2 separate regions of the Gossypium hirsutum genome follow, and region 1 is linked to region 2. Evidence: chromatin contacts called from public Hi-C data. All regions are on one chromosome and are shown on one strand. Each heading gives the region's core, a stretch centred on a gene start, on an enhancer-like site or on the middle of the called end of the contact. The rest is flanking DNA. Distances are from core to core; before and after follow the strand shown. Region 1 holds the start of LOC107937083. Region 2 holds the start of LOC107961776 (zinc finger BED domain-containing protein DAYSLEEPER).

The links. A called contact is a pair of places that touch in the nucleus more often than the background predicts.
Region 1: a Hi-C map of hypocotyl shows a contact between it and region 2, with 4 times the contacts expected there. The contact joins the promoter of LOC107937083 here to the promoter of LOC107961776 in region 2. A contact is called at or near these places in 8 of 34 Hi-C or Micro-C datasets (hypocotyl, leaf and petal).

What each region holds. Positions count from the first base shown.
Region 1 is chrA06:61,767,423-61,774,471 of Gossypium_hirsutum_v2.1, forward strand. It overlaps LOC107937083, which reads left to right and starts at 4,462. Exons shown (of 2, transcript XM_016869895.2): 1 at 4,462-5,173; 2 at 5,276-7,049. The coding sequence starts at 4,772. The coding sequence ends at 5,884. It overlaps LOC121230243 (a long non-coding RNA gene), which reads right to left and starts at 3,975. Exons shown (of 3, transcript XR_005928193.1): 1 at 3,683-3,975; 2 at 3,464-3,599.
Region 2 is chrA06:61,266,633-61,273,902 of Gossypium_hirsutum_v2.1, forward strand. LOC107961776 (zinc finger BED domain-containing protein DAYSLEEPER) reads left to right here and starts at 4,592. Exons shown (of 2, transcript XM_016897904.2): 1 at 4,592-5,047; 2 at 6,585-7,270. The coding sequence starts at 6,599.

The DNA.
Region 1 (7,049 bases), core at 3,212-5,711, 500 kb after region 2:
ATGTTCAGTTTTGCTAGTATATATGTATAATCAATCCATTTTACTAATTATACATATACGGTGATTAAAAATAAGATCTTTGATGACTTGTGTTTAATGGCATTCGGCCAAAGTCTATAGGTGCTTGTTAATTCGGTTTAAGTGTATAGGTGCTAATTACCTTGTATTTGAAATTTTGAAGAATAAGTAGTAATTAATTAAAATGATGAAAACTAAATTTTGAGTTTGATTGAGTTGGGCATTCGGCATTACCTATAAAATTGAATATGAAGGTTGAGTTGAATAGTTAGAAATGAATGAGTCATATAGTAATCATTAATGGAATTGCATGCATATGAGTATGAATGTATTTGTGTGTGTGTGCGGCATTATTGATAAATAGCAAGTGGAAATGTGATAAATGTTCAATAAGTTGATATTCGTATATATATGGTTGAATTCGTGCATAAGGTAGCATAATAAGTTAGGTGAATCTTTGTTTGTGCATGCGATTTTGATAGAGATTAAATAAGCATGAAATCGAGTCATGGCATGTTTTATAAAACATAATATGCATTGAAATTATATGATTTTCAGATGTGACTATTAAAGAATTAAAGTTGAGTAAGTAATTAAACAAATTCATTTGTTTAAATTAAAGCTCAAGAGCAAAGAGGAACTAAATCCGATAGGGGAAAGGAGAAAGCAATCAAGTAGCCTATCCGCAACTGTTCAAAATATCCGAGGTAAGTTTTGAGTAATCGCCTTTAGTATAAAATTAATGATTCCTTGATATATATATACTAGATGAATTTTGATCTTTTTGGTTCTATTTGAATTAAGTTGTGTGGTAAATAATCTAAGTACATGATCTATTGTTGAATGACCAATTTGACTTAAGCTGGATTGGTGAGAGGTATATGTGATATGTATGTATGATTTTTAAACCAAAATGAAAATGATGGTGTTCATATGAAGCTTACGTCCAAATGTAGCAAATGGCTACTAATGTGAAATGTTCCATAAGATGTGTTAGTAAATGATTAAATAGGTATGATATTTGATGTGTGTATCTGGGCTTAAAGACCCCCAAGCTTCGTGCTGGAATGGTATCCGGGTTTAAAGACCCGCAGGCTATATACTGGAATTGTATCCGGGTTTAAAGACCCGCAGGCTTCGTGCTGGAATAGTATCCGGGTTTAAAGACCCGCAGGCTATATGCTGGAATTGTATCCGGGTTTAAAGACCCGTAGGCTTTGTGCTGGAATGGAATCCGGGTTTAAAGACCCGCAGGCTATATGCTGGAATTGTATCCGGGGTTAAAGACCCGCAGGCTTCGTGCTGGAATGAAATCTGGGTTAAAGACCCGTAGGCTCGTGTTAGAAATGTGTTTCGAGTTCTAAGACTTGACAGGACTGATGCCAGTAAGTTAAGTAAGATTATGACATTGAATATTCGTGGTATCCATCGCCGAGTAAGTAATATATATATTTTACATGTTAAGGTACGTATTATGTACTCATATGTGAATTGATTGCAAAGTAAATTATTAGTATCAAAGAACGATATATATATGTGTGTGTGTGGATGAATTCGGTATTTAAGAATAAGACAATGACCTATTCGGTCAAGGTATGTCATCATATGAAAGTATGTGACTTAAAGTAATTGCTTAAGCCATATAGTATAGTGAAATATGTGCTGGAAATTTCTTGTGTATTCATATATATATTCGGCCAATAGGTTTTATAACTAGTGTACTTGTGTATATTCGGCCAAGTGAATTACAATTAGAATACGAATTTTGTGACACTCAATTTTCGAATTAAATGACAAGCTTTAATGGTATGAAATGCTTAAAACTTACTAAGCTTCGCAAGCTTACTCTGTTTCTTATTTTTTTGTTTTATAGATTGTTGATTTTGGCCACCGACTCGAGGATCGTCAGCAGTTCATCATACTATCGATTTTGTTGGTACAATTATATTTTGGTCTTGATATGGCATGTATAGGTTAGACTGTTGGCAAAATATGTTTTGTAATTGTAAGTATTTTGGCCATATGAAAATGGCATATATATATATAACTCAAAGATCAGTATGTATGCAGCTCGATCTCTGTTTATGTTAATTAATGTGAATGAGAAATTAAATGTTTAGCTCGGTAATACCTCTTAGCCTAAACCGGCGATAAGACTCGGGCTAGGGGTGTTACATTAACATTATATATTTGTCTTTACCTGGACAACTCACAAGTAGGAGGCAGAATAGACTCACCTAAGACACACTTTAACTATAGCTTGAACTTCAAACTTGAACACACTTCTCGAACTAGCAACAACAACTACTTAAAGAACATATATCCACCATTAAAATCCATTTACATGCAAATTGTTAACATCTCAATCATAAACAACCACCATGCAAGGCCTTATATTCATAACCTACTCTTCATAAGCTTTTTAACAGCCTTATTCTTTCAAAAACTTAACATGCAGAGCTTTTAGACTTACCAAGAGGTGGAACATCTGCTAATACGTCCAAAATCCTTAGCTTCTAGAGAAGAAAACATATAAGTTCTAGGAGGAAGAACCAAAGAATAGATTTTAAAGAGAGAAAAACCATCCCTACTAATCCTTTTTACAATATATATCTAGTTTTCTCTTAATGGAACTTGACAAGTGTCAATGATGTCCAGAATTTGTCTCAAAAAATGGTCTGCAAGATTTGAGAGAAACATAAATGATAATCCTACACAAAGATGTTTGACCAGTCAATCTAGTTGGTTCCCAACCAAATCACTTTACAAACCCATTCAGCACAATGCTTAGGTAACTGGGCATACCCTACTTTTGGCGGTAACCTCACTAGGCTTACTCTTTGTTTATCATATACTTTTCTTAAAGAGCAGAATAACCTGTGACAAAATCCTTAATCATTTCTACGGTGAACACTGGACTCTAACACGCCCGAAGACTGTTGATTGGCGGGTTACATTGTGCCAAATAGATAACTTCTCAACTATACGCATTCAAATTAGGTTTTTCAAGTTTGGGATTTGACACTACATGCACCTAGCTTTTGAGACTTTGTGACTTATGCTTGAGAGAAGTTAATTTTTGATTTTGTGTATGTGCATCTTGGATATAGTTTTGGGAATAGATTATAAATTCAAAATGGGGTGAAACGTGTCATGCATATGTAAAAGGTTGTGAGCTGTGGTGAGTGTGATCAATAGGAATTCAAATTCCTAAGACATGTGTGTGCTTATGTTAAGAAAACTTGAAACTTATGAAGGGAACAACTAGCATTTTGCTTTAAGGTTAAATTGAGTTAAGGTCATAAATGTTTAAAAGGAGATAAGCTTGGATCACTAATGATTACCTCAATGATCCATTAGTGTTGTAGAGTTAATAAGATTTGGAGAGTAGGATTAAGAGGTTTTTCTTTATTTCAAAACTAAATAAAGGTATACGTGTACTTACCCTTCTAGTGATGTGGTGGACGCGGTGGTGGCGGAAGCGAGAGCGTGCGAGAGAGCAATGCTTTTTGCGGCTGAGTTGGGGTGGACGAGGATCCTGTTGGAAGGTGACTCTCTGACTACTATTAAGAAACTGAACTCTGTGGAAGAGGATAGATTGCTTCTTAGACCCATCATTAATAATATCCGAGTTATGAGGCAACAGTTTGAGAATGTTTTGTACCTGTTTGTGTCGAGGACGGCTAATAGTGCAGCACACATTCTGGCTTTGGAAGGTCGCTGACGACAGGTTGCTTGTTTTTGGTTTCACGATCCTTCAGAATCGATTCGAAAAGTTATGGAGAAGGATTGGGAAGATTGGGTTCACAGAGGATAAGGGATTTTTGAGTATTCTTTGAAGAGGGAGATTGTGCTGAAGGTTCTTCATGGGTGGTTTTCAAAGAAGCTTTTTCTATTTGACCAAGTTTCGAGAACAATTGTGTGGTTTCAGGAAGCCATTTCGTCTGATATTTTTGTTGGCTCTTCGTTTTTGGTGCGGGGTGGTTTTACTTTTGTGGACGGTTTTCCTAGGTGTTTTTGTCGTTGTTTTTTTCTTGTGTGCTTTTGTTTACTTTAAATTTTGCTGTTTCAATTTTTCTTTATTGTTTTTGGATATTATCACCTCGGGCCAACGTTTTAATAGAATATCAGTTATATTTGCAAAAAAAAAAACTAAATAAATGTATAAAAACTCTTTTAAAACATTCACTGAGCTTGACACCTTCGAATAGTCAACATTCTTTACAAGAAAAACATTATTAAACACATTAAATAATTAAATAATAAATTTTTTGTTATTTAATTTTACTATTTTAGTTTTTAAATAATTAATCTTAGATTTCTTGGGGGAGAACTTTTATTTTTCAAATGCAGACAATTTTGACTTGGTAAAATTAATAACTAATATTGATTAAAGGTGGCCAAAAACCAAATAAAAGACAAGGTAGTCCAAGTCCAATAATAATATTTTGGTTTTAAATTAATTCTAAGATGTAACCGAACCGGCAAGGAAACTTCTTCCTTCTTTAGTACTCTTAACCGCCTAACCTAACGCCCAATCCACTCTCGTCCTCACCGTCAGATCATTCCACTCGCTCATTCAACCCTTCGATCATCAACAACTTTTTCTAATCCATCTAAGAAATCCGTAGCCCCTTTATTTAATTCCCAATTCAACGCCTTATTACTAAAATTTTCCATTTTCCACAATATTTTCCCTTCATCAATTCCATTTTCGTCTTTTTTTTTCATCGATTCAAATCTGATTATCATCATGAGATTCAAGAAAGGTAGCAAAGTTGAGGTATTGACCAAGGAGGAGGTTCCAACCGGGGCATGGCGTTGTGCTGAGATTATCTCGGGCAACGGCCATACATATAGTGTGAAGTACGGTTGGTTTCCGATCACTGGCGAGGCGGCAGCGGTGGAAAGAGTCCCTAGGAAAGCGATTAGGCCTTGCCCTCCTCCTATGAACGGGAACAATAATTGGGTTTCTGGTGATATCGTAGAGGTGTTCGATGACTTGTCCTGGAAACCGGCGGTGATTGTTAAGGTTCTCGGTGGAAACAACTTTTCCGTTAGGATTCTTGGGTCGAGTAGCGAACTCAAAGCGCATCAATCTCGATTGCGTATTCGGCAGTCTTGGGAAGATGGCTATTGGTTCCTCGTTGGAAAGGTAAATCCTTTCGATTCTTTTTCTAAACGATAATTTAATATTTCTCTTCATTTTTTTTATACGTTAATTGATTCTTACCTTAATTATTATGTTCTACCTCAGGGTTCATCAAATTCCACTGGGCCGCAGAAAAGGAAAAGATCTTCGCTTGGCTTCTCATATATTGGTGCTCAAAAGAAGAGGGTGTTGGAGAAAGGTAGTAATGGTGTTCAAAGAATAATAATTCGGCTTCCTTCGCCTGCCTCTGAAAAGGTAGATGCATTTGATTCCCCAAATAATATGCTGGGTGAAAGATGTATGCCTTCTTCCTTTAATAGAATTGATGATACCATGAGTTGTGCCTCCTCTGTTGGTAGTTGTAGTGGTTTAGGGAATAACGGTCTTAATTTGTCTAATTTTGTAACTAACGCTTGTGAAAACTTAGAGGAGGATTGTCGAAGTGATGCTGACTCTAAACCAGAAGTGAGTTGTCAAGAAGAAGGAAGTTATGTTTCCACTAGTGTGGAATTGGGGTATGACTTCCATAGGTCTGAACTGCATGCCTATCAGAAAGCTCTAGGGGCATTGCATGCTTCTGGGCCTTTGACTTGGGATGAAGAAGAAAAGGTGACAAATTTACGACGTACTCTTAATATTTCAAATGATGAACATTTGATGGAGCTAAGAAAGTTGAGAGATAACAATAATAGGCTTTTTATTAGCTGTTACTAGATTGGAAGAATTCCTTTCATACATGGTAATCTTGGTGTTATGTTTACTCCAATGGTGCAGATAATTGTAAAGATACCTTTCAATTTTGTAATTGCTTTAATAGTTTTTTCTCCTACCTCCATGATTGAAGCTTTTTTCTTTACGTAAATTTTTTCCTTTCTTTTCATTATAACCTTTTGTAGATGTGACATATTGTTCATGCACTTAAATTTCAACACAGGAAAATATAATTTTCTTTAGTGAAACTGTTGAGAAACATTAATATGCAAAGATTTGAATTACATTAATTACTTTCTTTTATTGGTGTAAAGGATTCCCTAAATGAATTTGAGTACATACTGTTTTAAATGCATTGCTTTACACCTCCCCCCCAAGAGAAAAAGAAGAAAAAACCAAAAGACAGACCTTTTTCTTGATTCACTAGATAGGGTATTGTGAATTCTGATATGTTATACGCCGGTTTATGGAATCTAGCTGGTATTTTGTATATTTGCAGTTTTATTCATGTGAAACTGTTCTATTTCATCTCATGATGATGGATACAAATGTTATACATGCATTATTTCGGCAGTATATGGAATTAATGTTGAGAAATATCTTGATGCTTTCTCAGAATATCTCATGGCCAATGTTGGAGGCATCCATACCTTGCTTCTAGAGCCATGATTGGTTGAGTTTGTCATCTCTTGCAGTTGACCAAGGGGCAACAGCCATGGTTTATTCCTAAACGAACTCTTATGCCCTGCTGTTGGTATGAATCATTTCTAAAATTATTTTTCAAATTTTGACTTCATATATGGCAGTATTGTTATAGGTCATTGTCTTCCTCATTGCAGATGCCCTACAGTTACTATGTAAATTGATATTGCAGTGACACGTCTGGAAAGAAAAATACATGATATGGAAAAAAAAAATCCATAATCTTAAGAAATGGACAACTATAATAGTTGGAAAGCTTTTGCGTCTCCAGAATGTATGTATAATAATGAACGTTTTAAGTAGGATGATTAATGACACTCTCCCTCCCCTCTTTTGTGCACAGACTAGTAACCTTAAATGCTCGAGTATTGACCAGAATATTTGATCATCTCGTGACTCTAAAAAAATCAACTTTGGCCTTTTTCGGTCTTCATTATTACTTTCTCAATGTAAACAAGTTCGTAAA
Region 2 (7,270 bases), core at 3,342-5,841:
ATATAAAAATATTCAATAATTAAATTTGTTATAATTTATAAATATTTTCAAAATAATTTTTGAAGGTTAATTTTTTTTATAATGAGATATTAAGTTAAATGAATTTTGAAAAATGGAATTTAAAAACTAATTCAATTTCCCTTTTAAAATTTCTCACTAATTTGGAAATCTTCCATTAGTTTTACCTCAACGAGTAAATTCATTTTTAAAATTTTGAAAACCTTGATGTAAATGAAATTTTTCGTCCAAGCACAGCTTAAGAGTGTATTTGGGTGAGAAATTTATAGGACGAATTTCATTTTTATCAAGGTTTTCAAATTTCTAAAAGTGAATTTACTTGTTTGAATAAATATATTTGAAAATTTTAAATTTTTTGAGTAGTTTCAAGAGGAAATTTTAATGGCTCAAATTCCTTTTTCAAATCCCACCTAAATAGGTTTTTTTTTTCAAAATGCCTCATATTTTTTTTGATTTAATACAAATGGTCTCACTATAAGATAAAAACTCAAGCTTTAAAATTTATTTTTATTTAATTATAATATATATTCTAAAATTTTATTTTATTAAAACTATTTAAAATTTTTAAAAAATATAATGATATTCGTATTGAATATTTTATATTATTTATTTTTAATATAATCATTTTTTAATTGGTAAAGTTCCATTAGCCTAATTTTTCTAAATTAATTATTTATCCAAACAAAGTACAAATCCTAGCATTTTGAATTGACGTATTTTAAAATATTAACATTTTAAAAATTTCAAAAATTTTTAAATTTTTTCTTCTAAACACACTCTTAAAAAATTGTAAAAGGAAAAAGCAAATTGAAATAAGATATATAAAAATTGTAAAATGTTGAAATTACCTATAATGAAAAGTGGCAAAATAGAAATGAATTTTTATAAGTAAATTCATTTGAATTAAATAATAGAAAGTATTGAAAATTTCTTAGGCACCAAATGTGAGATCTCTTATATGAGATCATTACAAATTTGGATAACGGGTACTACACTAGAGAAGAATGCAACAAGATGTTCTTAAATCTTAACAAATTAATTGTATAATTACTCAACTCACCCAGATATACACCAACTATTAAATTACTAATAAGATATTAACCGACTTTCTTAAGGGATCGATGATAATGACAATCAACAGTTTAGTTAATTCTTACAAGTTATACACCAACCAAAGTATTCTCTAGATGCAAGTAAGCTATAGATTATTTCAAGATATCTATACATTGATGATCATATTAATTGAAGATTTCTCAACCACCAAACTTCTATGGATTCTCTTTAATAATTACTTGTGATTTTACTCTCTCTTTTTTTCTTAGTTAGACTTCATTTATTTGTTTCTTTGGTTGTTCTTAGTTTTTAGATTTGATATTTGGTGAGTTTAATTAATTAAGTTATGTATGTGTTTCCTATTTATTTGGTTGGTTTTTAATCCCTTTGTTGTTTGATCATCAAAATAATTCTTTGCATCAAATTATTTATTATAATTTATTATTTGACAACCATCTTATATACTTGTGTGTAAAGTGATAACTATTTTAGGCATTAAATTTTTTATTATTATCATATTTTTACTATTTTCATTATCATTCACAAAACCATGGGAGAGTGCAGTAACATGAGATCATATTTAATTTTTCAAATTAGTGGATAGTTTATAATAGAATGCATAATCACTAAAAAAATTATTTATATAAAAATAAAAAATTTATTATATTAATATTTGACTTGTAATTTAATATATTATATTTTATTGGGTTTACACCATTTGATTTATGATATTAAACTCAATCATCCTTCGGTATAAAAAGTCTCAACCAAATATTTTATTTGGGTAGAATAAAAAAATTTATTTATATTAATAAAAAATACTTTTTAATAGTTATTGATTAATTATTTAATAATTTGATATTTTCTAGAATTTTATGAAAGTTTTGCATAATTATAAATATATATTTTTAATAATTTTAAATAATAAATTATAATTTTTATATTTTAAATAATATTTTAATTTCATTTAGAATTGCAGTTTGAAAAAAAAAGTGTAAAACTAATATTTTAGCTATAGTTTAAAACAATACAGTCAGTTTTGCACCGATTTAATTATTCCAATCAATGCACACCATTTCAGTAGTAAACCGAAACGATCAATTCATTTTTTCACATTGATAAAATTTTTAGTTTGTAAAATTGCATTGGCTCATTGCGTCCAATTCCAATTTTATCGGTCAGAGTATCATGTAACATCTGGTGCATAAATAATATTAAAAAATATTTAAATTTACTACTTCTTTTACCATTATAGTAATAAATAATAATAAAAACTAACTTGTTAGAGTTTATTGACTTTAAAATTAATAAATAATAAAAAATGAAATTTTTATATATAAAAAAGTAAAATATTTAAAAATGTAAAGAAATATAAATTTCATAAAAAAATTATAAAAATTATCGTATCAAAAAAACATTTTATAATTTTTCTATAACTTTTATTGATTTTTATTTTTTATCATTTTTCGCCACATGTCACGTTGTGTTGCGACACATGATAACTTTAATTAAAAAAAACTAGGGGTTGTTAACTTTAACGATCAACAGTTAAAGTTAATTGATAAAGAGACTTTTTGATGCATTTTATAAATTTTTATGATTTTTATAAAATTTTATAATTTTTAATTTTTTGCGATTTTTATAAATTTTTTTATAATTTTTAATAAATTTCAAAATTTTTATATTCTTATTAAAATTTAATAATTTTTCTAAAATTTATTTTTTACAGTTTTTTTAATTTTTTATAAGAGCAAGGGCTTAATTGCTATTTTGAAAAATTTTGAGGATCTTTTTGAAGTATTTTGAAAGTTCAAGTACTCAAATTGAGAGAAAAAAACAGAAACTTAATTGCTTTTTTTTAAAAAAAGTTTAAAAATCTTTTGACATATTTTGAAAATTTAATTGCTCAATTGAGTGAAAAAAGGACTTAAATAGTTTTTTTTTTTAAATTTGAGAATTTACTACACCAGTAAGCCTTTTATATATTTTGTATGAGACAATCTTATTTTAAATTGTTTTTTGAATTAAGTTGTGAGAATATTGTTGTTTAAAGGTGTGCTATGATTTTTTATTTTTTTTAATTTGTTAAAGGATGAAATTTTATTTGTTAATTTATTGAATGATATTTTATATAATTGATTAATATTTTTATATTTGAAATTTATTTAATTTTATATTTTTAAATATTTTTAAAAATTTGATAAATACAAAACGATATAATACCTGCACATATAAAATTCTAATAAAAAACTGATGCATCTACCGGTTCGATATTGACTAGCTTAGAGGTAGAATTAGCTATTCACCTTGGGTTAATGTCAATGATATTTAAACCAAATTGGATCCCTCGGTTGATTTGAGAATGGTCCGATCACTAGAAAAAACCGTTTGAACCGTGAACTAAGAAATCGGTAAAAATCCTGTCCGACCGGTTCTTTCGTCTGCGCAAGCCGATAAAAACAAACAACCTGAGACCCACACCCACCCGGGCAACCACCACTCTCGTCACTCGTCCATCCGGCCTCTCTGACTCTCTCAACCTCTCTTCACTCTTTAGTCTCCAATCTCCCTCCACCTTCCGGCTTTCAGCCTCCAGTTCAGCTGCCTTTAGCCATCTGCTTCTTCGACGACCATCGCAGCTGAAAAATGAGGAAGTCAGAAAGATTGGTTTGGTGGTAAAGGACAAGTGAGAATTGAAAGGAGTTAGCGATAATAATTTTTTTGGTTTTCTTACTTTATGTTGGCTATGTCCTATGACTGAAAAGACGGTGGGCTAATTTAAATTAAACTTAAAAGCATAGGCCAAAGTTTATTTGAGGTTTTTTTTTAATTTTTTTAATTATTATGATTTTATATTATTAAACAATAAATCAATTAAACTAAAAATTAATAATTTGATTAATTCGACTATTAATTTAATTTTAAAAATATTAATTTACGTACCACTTCATCATCTTGTTAATGAACAATTAACCAAAATATTACAAATCGAAAACATATATCATCATATTCTAATTTAATTTTTTTATAGTTGAAATTTGTTGATTGTTTTAATGATTAAATGTGTAATTTATTATAAGTAAGATGCATGAGATTTAACTGATTTATAATAGCACTATAATATTTAAATAAGAATTTATGGATATTGAATGAATTAGAGGTGGATTCGGTTGTTGAATTCTTTACTTTAAAAATTTAATTAGAAAACGTGATTGTAAGAAATATATTTTTTTATCATTTCCTAATTAAGTTCAGTCGGGAGTGTTATAACCGTATATAGATAGATAAAAATGCATTGATGAATCATGATTAGAGTAAGGTTCGGTCTAATTTTGATTTTTGAATTTTCTAAGAAAATTAAAATATAATTGTTTAACCTACCCGTGAGTCATGAGAACCGTAAGCCGAGATGAATAGGTAAAAGGAACGGTCAAGATTAAACCAAGTGGGTGGCTGATGAAAAATACTATGGAACCGCCTTCACAGAATGAATAAAAAAAGGAAAATTAAATTTGGACCTTGAGAGAGTCAGTCAGTCCATATCCAATTACGATTTTTTCTCTTTTTCTTTTCTCATAAATGCCCCTTTCGCCCCCCTGACTCTCATTCAAAAGGCCTAAACTCGAGATCTTTTTGATTATATATAGTTTTAGCCCTAGCTACCCCAGCTCAGGTCCAATTCCAATTTAGGGTTTTGTTTTTCTCTCCCTCGCTCGAACAGCGAACAAACAAACAAACAAACAAAAGCTTTAAACTTCAAAGCTCTGAACCTTTTTTTTTGCCTTTGGGTGCTTCAGCCCAATTAACCGACTTTGTTCTCCTCCTTCATCTTCCTCCTTTGCGCTTCCCTCTGTTACCGGAAATTCAAATATATTATTTTTTTAATTCCTTCGGTTTCCGGGTGAAAACAAGCCTCTAAATCGGTGAAACTGTTGTTTTGGATCTGCTTTCAGGGTTTTGTTGGTGATACAACGAGGTATCAACTATTTTTTTAATCCTCGATTTATATGTTGGGTTTTGTTTATTTATGTCTAATTTTGCAATTTTAGAGTTTGTTTTCAGTTTTTTGGATCTGGTATTTATTGAGTATTTCTTTTTGTGAGGCTTTTTTTTTTAAATTTTATTCTTGGTGTTAATCAAAATTATGTTTCTTAGTGGTTTTTATATTGGCTTACGTTAATCAAAATTATGTTTCTTGGTTGTTTTCATATTTGGCTTATGTTTTGCTTCATGTGCATCTTCTAATCAGTTTTTCGCCTTTTTTTATCCACATAATTTATTTCACTGTAATTGCTTTTCTTATGGGCTTCTTAGTGTGTGAGACTGATAGTTATTTCCTTTTTTGTGTTGCAATGGGGTTTCATTGAAAATTTTTTCTTGGTAGAACTCATAGGATGAGTGTGGTAGGATTTATTTTCCTCATTACATCCTCTGAGAAGCAGTCGTTTTCTGTTACCTGTTTTCGTGGGTTCTCGTTTCTCAATTTATAAATGGTCAAACGACGGTTTTTTCCAGCACAAAGTCCATGTGGAAGGTAGTGATTTGGTTTTTGTTGGACTTGAGTGGTAAGGAGTTCAATGTTCCTTAATTTCGATCTTGTGTGGAGAAAGTAGGTGCTAACAAAACTTTCCTCCCATTTAGGTGCTCCGGAAGAGGTTGATACTGGGGGTCTTAGGCAATAAATAGATAAATAAGAGATTTGGTTTTTGTGTCTTTGGGTTGGGGACCTGTGGATTTTCACTTCAGCTGAAGGCACTTTAGTCAAGTTGCTTATGCATATCCACTGGGCTTTTTGGTCCATAATGATAAGGTTAGCTCATCAATCTGGGCATGCCCACATTTTTAGGTATATAAAAGTTGGGTTTGATCCTGCCAATTAGCAAGATATATGGGAGCAGTGTTTTTTATTTTTTGGTTTATTTAAGTTGTCTTTCATGTCCAGATGTGGGAATAAATTGGTCTTTAGACTTTGCAGCTTTGAGTTACCAAGTCTAGTTAATGTGTTTATCAAGTTCCAACTGTTATTTTTCTGGCTAAAACGCATCTGCTTTTGTTTACCGTAGACTCTTGAAGGCTTTTTGAATTCTAGGCTTGGCTTAGAATCATTTCAAGTTTGTCTTTTAACCTGAATGTTGTAGTTTTAATGTTCACTGTAAAGCCAGCTTCTCTGCATACCTTTTAATATTCAATTGCTCAGTCTTTTAAGCCATCTCTTCAAATTTGTCTGGTTACTAATATCTATCTGAGGATCATAAAAATTAGTTAACTCCTGCTCTTGTTTGTTATTTTGTAAATTTGAATAACTATTGTCTCGTAGATAATGGAAACATTCTAAGAAGCTTGTCATTATTCTATGAGTTTTGAATCTACTGTGAATATCTAAACTTGCCTTTGGGTATCATCAATAGTAGTATTCTCTTCTACTACAATATGCTGTCTTCATGGTGTCTGTCTTGTGTTTTTTTCATTGACTTTTGAGAACTTTATCATCTGCTGTCTCATCTTCATTGCAGGACGGTACATTGAGATGGAGACTGCAATCATTCCGGTTACACCTATTACTCCTACAGACAACAATGACCTTGTTAGTTCCGAAGTACAGTCCAATAAACGCAGGAGGAAGAAGTCTATTGTCTGGGATCATTTCACTGTGGAGACTGTAGGAGATGGATGTATCAGGGCCTGCTGTAATCAATGCAAGAAATCTTTTGCTTACATTACTGGTTCAAAGCTAGCTGGAACTAGCCACCTCAAGAGACACATTGCCTTAGGAATCTGCCCGGTAAGCCGTCAGAGGAATCAACAGGCATCAGACACTAAAACTGCTAATGCCACATACGAACCAAGAAAAAGACAACGGGCAACTCCTGGATTTGCTAACATCCCTTTTAACCAGGAACGCTGCAACCATGAGATCGCTAAGATGATTATAATGCACGAGTATCCCCTCCACATTGTGGAACACCCTGGCTTTATTGATTTTGCACGGACTCTTCAACCTCAGTTTAATATGGTGAGTTTCAATACTATTCAAGGAGATTGTGTTGCCATGTACCTGAATGAGAAGCAAAGGCTTCTCAATTTTATCAATGAAATTCCAGGAAGGATAAGCCTTACGTTAGATTTACGTATTTCAAATCAAGCTGTGGGCTATGTTTTCATAACAGGACAGTTCATTGATATGGAATGGAATTTGCAC